Regions from separate parts of the Muntiacus reevesi genome. Here region 1 is linked to region 2. The links are chromatin contacts, called in public Hi-C maps. All regions are on one chromosome and are shown on one strand. The core of a region is the stretch at or near the end of the contact, and the rest is flanking DNA. Distances in the headings are between cores, read along the strand shown.

Region 1 (5,821 bases), core at 993-3,492, 140 kb after region 2:
CAAGAAAGGGTTAGGGCAAGGGGGCTGTATTGTAGGCCCAAAAACTAAGTACCTAAAAACCTGATATACAAAATAAGTGGATCACATCTGAAATCTAGTTCTTTTAAAAAGTAAAAAAAAAAATTTGAATCCCATAGTTGCAAATTCTCTTTAAAACAAATTCCTACGAATGAAAAACATAAGCGCATCCTACAGAGAGAGTAAACTGAGAAACCTCTTGTTTCTGGTAGGTCTGAATTTTCAATGCTCAAGAAGGGAAAGCCACTTTTTTAAGTTATTTTCTCCAACTGTCTCATTTTTCTGTGCAAGACAAAGTTCTCAAACTACAGAAGCCTCAGTTTTCTCCAGCTACCTTCAAGAAATGACATTTAAGGCGCTCTTAAATGCTGTAGTTTTAAATGCCCTATTTAAAAATATAACGTGCATTTAAACAGCAACTCTTTTTTAAGGTCGTCTAAGAGCTTAAAACAGAGACCATATAAAACACAACGAGATGAAGTTGTTCTGAAAGGCTTCACTTGGTCCAATATTTTTATTAAAAATATCATAGAAAGAAGTAACAAGTTTGCAAAAGAGGGCTTTCCATAAAGGCCGGATTTGAGGGCACTACCCTTCTCAAAGAGATGGAATGCTAGGATGGGGAGTGGCCAGGAAAGAGATGAAGCTTCATGCCTCTGAATAAAAGGGTTTACATTCTTCTAGTTCAAGCCAACCGAGTGCTATCTGACCAATCTTGAATCATCCAGGTTTAAAAGCCAGCAGAACAGTAGCCAATCCAGAAAGGGGACGGCTAGGAACACTCTTCTTCCCTGCGCCTCTCCAGAGCACGACTAGTGGTCGTTTTTGTGGAAGATGACTCCGGAGCATCACTTTGGTGTGTGACCAGAAGCATCAGACTGGTCCGCTGACTCAGGGCCTTGACCTTGACGTCTGTGTGGTTTGTTTTCGGCAAAGGGTGCCGTCGCTGGCCACACAAACCGAAGTGGTTCCTCCCAGCTCCCATTAAATCACCTACTTTTATTGTGATCACACCGATCACTACTGGAAATGACCTTGTTCAATTGTCCTTCCGGCCACCCCCTTTTCTCCCAGAATACCCGTCCCCGGCACAGGTCGTCTGCTGAACGACCCCTCGGCCCCTGGCAGCGGCCGCAGCCCTCGGATCACCAGCAGCTCGGGCGTGGCCCGCGGTCTCCCGGCGCCAGGGCAGGGCGATCCCGCCCCCACTCCTCCAGGAACGGTCTCTCGGAGGCTTGGTCCTTCCCCCCACGCCCGGAGCCCGGCCTGCGGAGGCCGCAGCACAGCCGGGGCCTCGCGTGCTGCGCTTACCCATCACCTGGACCCTGCAGATGGCGCACGTATCGCACTCCACGTCCCAGCTCCACATGGCCACAGCGTTCCACTTCTTGAGAGAGAACATTTTGTCGCCGCCCGACTTGGATCCTGAGCTCCCCGAGTGAGACGACAGGGCGCAGGGTTCCTCACCGTCTTCCACGTCGGCCATAGCGGCGGCGCGGGGCCGGCGGCGGAGACGTTGGGTCGTGGGAGGTGGGCGGCTATGGCGGCTCCGTGGGGCCGCCCGACGGGCCACAGCGCCGCCCGCAGGCCGCGGGCCGCCGCGGGGGTCTAGGACGGGGCGGCGCCCGCGATTGGCTGGCGCGGCCCAGTGACGTCACCACACGCCGGCACCAGCGGCTTCCCGGAGTCCTGGTTCCCGGTACTCACGTCCCCAACGCCCGGCCAGCTCAGCGGGCTGAGAGACCCCGGGCCGACCCTGCGCGGTGGAGGGTTCCACTGCGCAGGAAACACGTGTCCTGTTTTATGTCTTCATGACACCGCTTTTAGAAGCTGTCTTGTTGATATGTTCGTTTGCCGTCCTTCTCAAATGTAAACGCCCTGGGAGCGGGGCCTATTTCTTGATCATCGCCTTCGTTAAGAACTGCAGCCTCGGGAGGAACAGTTATTTGTTGAGTGAATGAATGACGAGCTAGGAATCTGGTTCAACGGTTCTCAAATTTTTTGGTCTCGGGACCCCTTTACACTTAAAAATTACTTAAGGACATTTAAGAACTTTTGTTTGTGTAGGATGGATGTGTACATATACACGCTTATACATATGTATTTCCTTTTTAAGAAAACGGGAAAAAATATATTAATTCATTTCAAAACAGTAAGAAATCCATTACAAGTTATCCTTAGAATACCTATATTGGACACTCACAAGAGAGAATGAAGAGAAATAGCTATGACGGCTGTGCTGTGCTCAGCCGTGTCCGACTCTGCAGATACCATGGACTGTAGCCCGCCAGGCTTCTCTGTCAATAGGATTCTCCAGGCAAGAATACTGGAGTGGTGTAGCCATTCCCTTCTCCAGGAGATCTTCCCAACCCAGGAATCGAACCGGGGATTCCTGCATTGCAGGCGGACTGTTTACCAGCTGAGCTACCGGGGAAGCTCATAGCTATGAATACTGGTATGTAAATAGTTTTGACCTTGTTGGTCCCCTGAAAGGATTCCAGGAACCCTGGAGACCACACTCTAAGAAACTTAAAGGTAGTTTAATTTTTTATATGTAGGAATAATGAAGTCCCCAAATGTAATTTATAGTAATTCTGCTATATTTGTAAAAATATTATAAATAATATTATAATAAATTAATTAAAACAAATAATTATTAATATTTAATAATATTAAATTAATTAAAATTATTATAAAAATTATAAAAAGTAATTTATAGTAATTTAGAAAAGTAATTCTGCTATTCTGAGAAGGTGACAGTGGAAACCAGGGTTCTTCTATTGCTAGCCCAGGGTCATGTTATGTTTTCTCAAGCAAAGCAGGTAACATCTCCATTTAAAAGATACCAAACCTGAGGCACAGAGACCGGAAGATGCTTGGTCACCACTCCCACCTAGTGGTGGACACCTGCTGTGTCAGGATTAGGACTCAGAGCTTCCCACCTCTATTGGGACTCATCATTCCTTCATTTCCTGGTGTCAGGCCTTGTGCCCCTGGGTCTAGGCTAGCCAAACTCCAGAAATCTGGCAGAGGAGACAAGGATGCATTAAACGTGTAAGAATACAGTTATGGACACAGGGACACGTTTGGCCAGATGGTATAATATGTGCTGTTTGTTGAGTGGTGCATTAAGTGCTCTAATAGACAGAAACGTTCCTCAAGACAGATGGAGTGAGGGCAAACCTCATAGAAGAGGTAAAGTTTGAACTGGGGGGGGGGGGGGGGGAGATGGGAGGCCTTGGAGTCCAGGAAGTAAATGGAGAAAGCAAACGGACAGAGCAGTAGTGGTGGTAGCAGGTATAAATCTGACCGCAGTAACTTCACAAGCCAGACAAAAATGTCTGTAAACAAACCCAGATGAACCATCCAGAACATGTTTCATTCACATTAAGCTATTGCATATGTGACTGTAAATGACTATAAATGCTAGATAATTAATTTTTAAAAAAAGAAGACTGGAACCCGAAGAGGATAAAAATGCCCCACTTGGTGTGAACTGGGCAGTTTGAAAGAGAAAAAGACGGACCTTAGATGAAAGGCCAGAGGATAATTAAGAAGGAGTGGTACCTGTTGGTGTTGAGTCTGAACCTCACCTCCCTGCCCCTGGATTATTGTGTCCTGGCTTCCTTCCTATCTCTGCTCCCCACTCTAGCATTCAATCTAAAATGCCTGTTTAATTTTCCTATACTCCTTTTCCACCCAGCACTCTGCTGCTCAAAATGTTCCACGGCTCCTCTTTATCATTACAGCAAAATCTAAGTGTGCCAGTTGGTCCTTTAAATCCTGCCACAATATAGCACCAATCCACTTTTCCAGTGTCATTTCCTAAGCACTCCTCACTGAGACCCTCATCAGGTTAGTTAGCTCAGGCATCCAAATACACTGAGGACTGTCTTTTTTCCCCCCCTCTCACATTTTAACACCTCTGAAATTGGTCAGAACTTCTCTCTACCTGCTCCAGCTACATTGCTTCTGCACTGAGGAAAAACTCACTCATCTTGTTGTCCTTAGTGACCATTCTTTGCCACTATTCATTCCTCCCAGAAAAATCATGACACGTGGCACTTATTGTGTTTCTTCCTCTCTTTTGGCGCCAGGTCATATAACAACCCAAAAGTGCTGTTACTGATGTTCATCAAACAATTATAAGGTGTTTTTTTTTTAACTGACAGCTCATAAATGGTAAAAACCTTAAAATAGTAAATTGAGGACCCAATGGGAAAAAAGCAAGTACTGTTAATAGACTCTTCAGAAATTGCTACATATATACTAGCAGACATGTAACACATCAACTCATTTAAAAACTTAAATTGAAAAAAAAAAACTTAAATTGTGGTAAAATATATATAACACAGAGTTTACCATCCTAAAGATTTAAAATTTATTTATTTATTTATTTTTGGCTGTGCTGGGTCTTCATTGCAGGCGGGGGCTATTCTAGTTGCAGTGCATGGGCTTCTCGTTGCAGTGGCTTCTCTTGCTGTGGAGCACAGACTCTAGTGCGCAAGGGCTTCAGGAGTTGTGACTCCTGGACTCTAGAACATAGGTTCAGCAGTTGTGGTGCATGGGCTTAGTTGCTCCACGGCATGTGGGATCTTCCTGGATCAGGAATGGAACCAATGTCTCTTTCATTGGCGGGTGGACTCTTTCTCCCCTGAGCCACCAGGGAAACCCCCATCCTAACCATTTTTAAGTGTATATAGTTCAGTAGCATTAAGTACATTCACATTGTTATCAACCAATCTCTAGAACTTTTTCATCTTCCCAAACTGAAACTGATTGCATACCCATTAAACAACTCTGCATTTCCCCCTTGTCCCTCTGGCACTCACCATTTTCCTTTCTGTTTCTGAGTTTGAGTAACCTAGGTACTTCACATAATTAGAATTATACAGTGTTTGTCTTTTTGTAACTGGTATATGCAGCATAAAGTCTTCCAGGTTCATCCATGCTGTAGCATGTGTCAGAATTTCCTTCCTTTTTAAAACTGAATACTATTCCATTGTATGTATTTACCACATTTTGCTTATCTATTCATCCATCAGTGGATACATGGGTTGCTTCTATCATTGATTATTATGAATAACACTTTATGAACATAAGTGTACAATCATCCCTTCGTGATCTTGCTTTCAATTTTTTTGGATATATAAACCCAGAGGTGAAGTTGCCACCTCATATTATATCAGTTCATTTTAATGTGAAATTTTCACATTCACTATTCTCCAGGCTGCTCTTCTTGTTTAAGAGTATGACTAGTGCATCTCTCCAGATAGCACTTCCATATCCACATTGTTCTTCCTAATGACTGCACAGTATTCCACTATATACATTCCCTGTGATTTACGTTTCTGAGAACCAGTTGAGAGACATTTAGTTGTTTCCAATGTATAACTAATAATGCTGCTGTGAACATCGTAATATGTATTTCCTTGTACGTGTCTGGGAGTATATCTATCTATATATTATCATATATATTATATTATACTATATTATATATATGTCTATATAGATAGATATACTTCCAGACACATGCAAGGAAATACTTATGATGCCTAAGTTAAGGTTATGGTTTTTTGTGTTTTTTTCATTTTGATAGACATTGTCAAAATATACCTAAATGAACACACAGATTTTACACTCCCATACAGTGGATGTCAGTGGAAAATCTTTAAAACGTTCTTTTTTCTTTTTTTTTGAGCAGAAACAATTTATCAGGAAGCCTCACACATCTTACACATTGGATATATAAGTTCTGGAGATTTGTTAAGTTGATGTCACTATTCCATAGGTTTGCTTACCC
Region 2 (5,896 bases), core at 2,181-4,680:
TTGATCACCTACATGGTATGCATTAGAAAGCTGTGAAAATGGAATAAAGTACATGTATATAAGCATTCCGAAACTGCTGAAACCAAGTGTAACACATTAGCCAAATATACAAGAAGTTAGTCAGAATCCTCACACAGCTGTTTTAAAGAAGGCAATGACATGGATCATGAGGTATGTTCACTTTATCCCAAATGTAAAGAGCAAGACTGCTTCTTAAATATTAATATATAGTGCACTTGGAAAGGAACCTCTCTTGGGACAAATGTGCTGAAGACTTGAATGTAAAAGATAAAACCAGGAAACATCTTAAATGAATGTCTTTATAGAACCCTTGAGGTAGAGAAAGGTTGTCTCTACACGCCAGCAGCCCAGCAAATCTACCCAGGTCAAAAAAAGATGTAATAATCCCCTCCCTCATTAATTTCAAAAGCAAAAGAAAACATCTGCACAAATGAGGTTTAAAAAGAAAAAAAAAACCTATAACATGCTTTCAGAATATAAAACGTACATAGATTATCCACAACCCAGAAATTCCACCAGTAGAAACATATTTCAAGGAAATCAATTTACAAAAATGCACAAGGATTAAAGAATGGGGGGAGGAGGGCCCAGTACATACAATATGCACTGGTTTTAAAAAAAATGGATTATTTCTATTACCATAGGTATCTCCCATGTATACGTAAGATACATGTTAGACTTAAAAAAAAAGTACATCTAACTATACAATAGAATAGCTATTAAATATGATATAGATCTTTATTAATAACACAGGAAGAGGCCCACAATATACTCAAAAGATTATAAAGCATTTACTGTATGATCTCTGTTAAAAAAAATTAATAACATTATATGCGTTAAGTCTGCCCACACATGTACTGATATATGCATAGTGGACTTCTCCAGTTGGGAAGAACCCCTGGAGAAGGGAATGGCTACCCACTCTGGTATCCTTGCCTGGAGAATTCCATGGACAGAGGAGCCCAATGGGCTACACTCCATGGGGTTGCAAAGAGTTGCCCCTACTGAGAGTCTAACAGGGGTAATGAGATCAGGCAACTCACTCATAAACTGCCCTTCTGATAAAGAAAGGCAAGAGGACAGCCTTCTCCAGGTGGACCCCATGCTTGAGGGAACACAGCGCTGACAGTTGGATTCCAGCCTACAGGCACCACTCCCCCACATCTCCTCGGAGTGTCCTTACGCCCGCTGGGATAGGATTACGGATAGTTCTCACCTATTTCTGCCATTCGGTGCTGGCTTACTATTATTACCATAAATGCAGAAATTTACTCTTTGCTGACAATTTCCATTCAGAAAACAGAAAGTCTTGCCTTCATTCTTCTAAATCTAATCCCAGCTTCACTTGTACTCCTTCCACTGCCCTTACATAATCCTGCATTCTCTGATACCAAATAAAATCTCTACCCCAACAACACGTAATACAAAGGTTAAGGAGCACACCCTGCATTAAGAAACGTCATTTAAAAGAAAAGAAAAGAAATGTCATTCTAACAGAACATGAAGATACTTAGTACTGGAACTGAGAAAGGTAGTCTACACAAATTCATCCCCCTTCACCACTCAAATATTCCTTCAGCAAACAGTACACTCTAAAAACAAAAATAATTGTTTACAGTCCCCCCCATTTAAATCTAAATGCAAGATCTATTTCCTCATCACACTAGTGGGTTCCCCACAGCCAGCCATTTGAATAAAAATCGTGATTATCATGCAGTGAGGCAAGGCATCTGTAAAATAATACAACCGCTGGACTAGGATTAAAGGACAACTGGGTTCTTTTCTTGGCTCTGTGGAATATGTAATTTTACACAAACAAAATCACCACCTCTCTGGGGCTCATTTTTCTCATCTCTGAAGCAGGGTTTGGGCTAAAAAAAACCCCTCCAAGGCCCCCTTGAAACTTGTGATAGGGCTTTAAGCCGCCTTTCTATTCTGGAAGAGCCGATTTCAGGTAGCAGCAACAGTTATTTCCTAAGTCAGAGCTAATTCACTCTTCATGCTTCTCTTCAAAGTGTCGTGCTCAAATAGTTCTCCAGTCTAGAAATACTCTCACGCAGAAAAGTCTGTCATGACCAACTAACAAAATATTTTTCAAAAGGAAAAAAAATAGGTTTACTTAAGTTTAAAGGAGGGGAGCACTAGTCCTTACTCAGATGTTAACAGTTTTTCCAAAAAAAGAGGCACTCGAAGGCAGCACCACACTGGTGGATGGTTTAAATATTTCTTTTAAAACAAAGAACCCATGCAGAGGAAAACTGCTAGCAAATACAACCATCACACGTTTGGAAGGCATAGGGCAAAAAACAAACAAACAAAAAAAACCCCGTGCCTTTCAGACCGGATTTACTTTCCCCTATTGAAGCACGCTGGTAAGGAAGAAAACCTGTGTCGCCAAAAAGGAATTAGGGAGGAAGCGACCTTTTTAAGGGTCTTTTCACTGGACAAAGTCAACTGCATTTTCGGATACCGTGTGCTTGTGTGCTTAACACAGTCGTGCAGCCCACACAGTGAACACTCGTTCACACTCTTCCGACCGGCTGGGGTGGCAGCGTGGACGAGTCACAAGATAGCGGCGGGAGTGGAAATTTCCTCTCCCCGGGCGTGGGGCAGGGTCTAGCTTCCCCGACCGCTCGGCGCAGCCGGCCGCCTCCGCCAGGCCCTCTCGGGGCCGGCGCGCTCCGTACAAAGGAGGCCGGGCACTCGGCCCCCACGCGCTCGGGGCTCGGGGCAGCGGTCCCCGGCTTCCGGCGCCGCAGGCCCGGGCTGCACGTGCGCCCGCTCCCAGCGGGGAGGAAGGAACCGGCGGGGGCTGCCAGCGGGCCCCGCCGCCTCGCCCGCCCGCCGGCCCCGAGAGAAATGAATGGGGCCGCGCTACTCCTCGGCCGCCGCTGCGGCTCGCGTTCGAGTCTGGCGACCGAGACGAAGACCGCTGCGGGCGGCGGTGGCTCCTGGGGCCCCCACGCGGGGAGCCACCTCCCGCCTTCCCTTCCCACCCGACCCCGCCCGGCGTCCCCCCCAGACCGCGGCCGGCCCGGGTGCCCAACCGCCGCCCGCTCACCCCAGCTCTTGGCGGTGCGCCCCAGGAACTCTCCGGTTGTCCGGTTGTAGATGAAGAGCTTCCACTCGGCCAGGCTCTGGTTGAAGGACTTTTTGTCTGTCTTCGTCATGGTGTGTGTGCCGACTGCGAGAGGAGCGGCGGCCGCGGGGGTGGAAGCGGCGAGGAGCGCGGAGGCGCGTCCCGGCAAGAGCGGCGAAGCCCGGCGGCGGCGGCGGCGGCGGAAGGCGCGACGGCACAGGAAACCTTCTCGCTGCGGTGAGCGCTCAAGCGGACTGCGCTGCGCCGCGCCGCGCCGGGGCCGCAGCTCCGGCCGCGGGAGCCTGACGTCTCCGCCCTCCGCAGCCAATCCCCGCGCTGTTCAGGCCCCGCCGCCGCCGCCGCCACCGCCTCCCGCCCGCGGCTGGGCGCAGCCGGACGCGGCGAAGATGCCCCGCCCATTGCCCCGCCCCTGCCCCTGCCCCGCCCCGCGGTACCCGGCCGGCTCCGGGACGCTCTGGGCTCCCTCATCCCTGGCCGGAGGAAGCGAAAACTGTGCAGAGCAACTTAAAAAAAAAAATATCACGAGAGCTTAATAAGAAGCAGGTTTATAATGACAAGCAGAAGATGAGCGTCCCTGACCCACAGGTTTCTCAGAAGGAGGACTCTGGGGAGATGCTGCAGGCGACCGGGACCCGGGGTCCCTTCGGTTCCTTGCCTGCTGCAGCGCTGGACGCGAAGAGCGCGGAAACTACTCCAGTCAGCTAAGTCGCCTTCACCGAGAAGGGGACCTCACCCCTCTCTCCGCAAACCGTTTCCAGGCGTTCTCCTCTGCGCTTTATGACGTGACTAAAAGATAGTCGGCTGTAGTTTTTCGTGAAGATGTTTGATGTACTACATAGCGCTGCTCAGAGAACGCGCTGACTTGGCCCTTTTGAAGGAGTCAAGTAGGAATCCTAGGTCAGTGGGGATTTCATCCAAAGTTTGCCGGTGTTAAGTAAGTTCAGTATAGTTTTCTCCAGATTTAATTGAATTTATCAGTGAAACCAATACACATGTTTTCCTGAAGTTCCTGTCAGCTGTTAAGACCTGCTTTTCTCACTCAGGCTCTACAGGAAATCAATACTTTCTTTAGTTTGATTCCTAAATAATGTTCCTGACTTTTCATCTTTTCCACAGCATGGTTGCTCCCTTTGGTCAGAGCTGAGGGTGCAGTCGTTATTTTCCTACACGAGGTGGAGCTGAAGAGTACCGTGCTCTGAGACTTGTGACAGCATGAAAAAATTTAAATGGGAGTTTGGGCAGGAGGTGGGGGTTTGTTTTGTTTTGTTTTTAGAGAACAGAAATGGAGCACGGCCTCTGTTTTATCAGGAAATAAAAATTATCAATGAAGGAATAGCACACACCTTATTGTTTGGAATGATGCATTATAGTCCATCAGAGAGTTTTAAACAGCCTGCAAATGCGTTAAAGGAGTAAGTGGATAACAAAATTCTGGCATTTCTCTTGTTTCCTCACTTTGTTTATCTAAGCAAGGAATTATGTCCTTCACAAATTGAAAAGGGATAGAAGAATATATTATTATAAAGTGATTTCCCCCTGTGCTTAGGAAACCTAAATTTATAATTATGACCAAATCCAGTTATTTTGTTGAACCAATGACAGCAATAGATTTACAAAGCCTTTTGTAAAGTTTGGCATGAAAATGGTATTAGAAATAGCAAAATATTGTGCACGCAAACTAGAATACATCTCTACAGTTCTTAAATAAGGTTGGAAAAGAACTGAGGAATGGAAGTAGTTAAGTATTTTTCTCTCATTTAAAATCGAACTACGAATTAGAGGACAGCTAAAATATTAGTAGAGCTGGTAGCAGGCTTTCTAGTTTGGGCAACAGTGAAGATGCAGTCTGTTTGAAATAAAATATAAAGCCATCTGCTTTATTGATTTTGTGTGTGTGTTAACAAGCACACTTCGGGAAATAACCTGGCGCACACTACAGAAGCATGGTAAACAAGAACATTATGAAATAGCATTTCAAAGATATTGAACACTGCCAGATATTTGCAGTTTGTATATTTTTAATGGTCATTAATATGCATTTCGTACATAATGCTTTTCCAATTAAGTAAGTAAAAATATAATTCAGTAAGTGTTTTCAAAATTCATGCCTAGCTTACTGTAATAACTAATCCAACCAATTTCAGTTTGGGGAAAAGTTTACATCCTAATTCAAAACACAGCAACTATTTGTTTCTCTGATACATGATTCTTGAGCATGACTTGGAAGAGAATATACTAAGTGTATTGGGGGATATTGGCCCACCAGGTATGAGCAGATGAAATATCAAATTTAATCACAGTATTATTCCTTCTAGATGGACTTTACAATACTTAAGTCTCCCTTGTGAAAGCAGTTATTTTGGATTTCCCTGGTGGTATAGTGGTAGTCGGGATGGCCCAGTGGTAGTCAGGGTGGCCGAGTTGGAGTAGTAACTCCACTCCAGTATCCTTGCCTGGAATTTTCCATGGACAGAGGAATCTGGTGGGCTGTAGTCCATGGGATTGCAAACAGTTAGACACAACTAAGCGACCGAGCAATTCAGGGGACACTGGTTCCATCCACATGCGCTAGGCCTGTGTGCCACAACTAATGAGCTGCATGCTGCAACTGTTGAAGTCTGCGTACCTAGACCCTGTGCTCCACAAGAAGAGAAGCCACTGCAATGAGAAGCATGTGCACTCCAACTCGAGAGTCGCCCCTGCTCTTTACAACTAGAGAAAAGCCCACACAGCAAAGAAGACCTAGCACAGCCAAAATAAATAGATTTTTTTTAA

What was found. A called contact is a pair of places that touch in the nucleus more often than the background predicts.
Region 1: a contact with region 2 is called in a Hi-C map of muscle, with 14 times the contacts expected there. The contact joins the promoter of RNF7 here to the promoter of ATP1B3 in region 2. A contact is called at or near these places in 2 of 3 Hi-C or Micro-C datasets (blood and muscle).

Annotation. Positions count from the first base shown.
Region 1 is chr8:7,512,898-7,518,718 of mMunRee1.1, forward strand. It overlaps RNF7 (ring finger protein 7), which reads right to left and starts at 2,243. Exons shown (of 3, transcript XM_065942934.1): 1 at 1,337-2,243. The coding sequence starts at 1,504.
Region 2 is chr8:7,375,070-7,380,965 of mMunRee1.1, forward strand. ATP1B3 (ATPase Na+/K+ transporting subunit beta 3) reads right to left here and starts at 3,431. Exons shown (of 7, transcript XM_065942771.1): 1 at 3,083-3,431. The coding sequence starts at 3,191.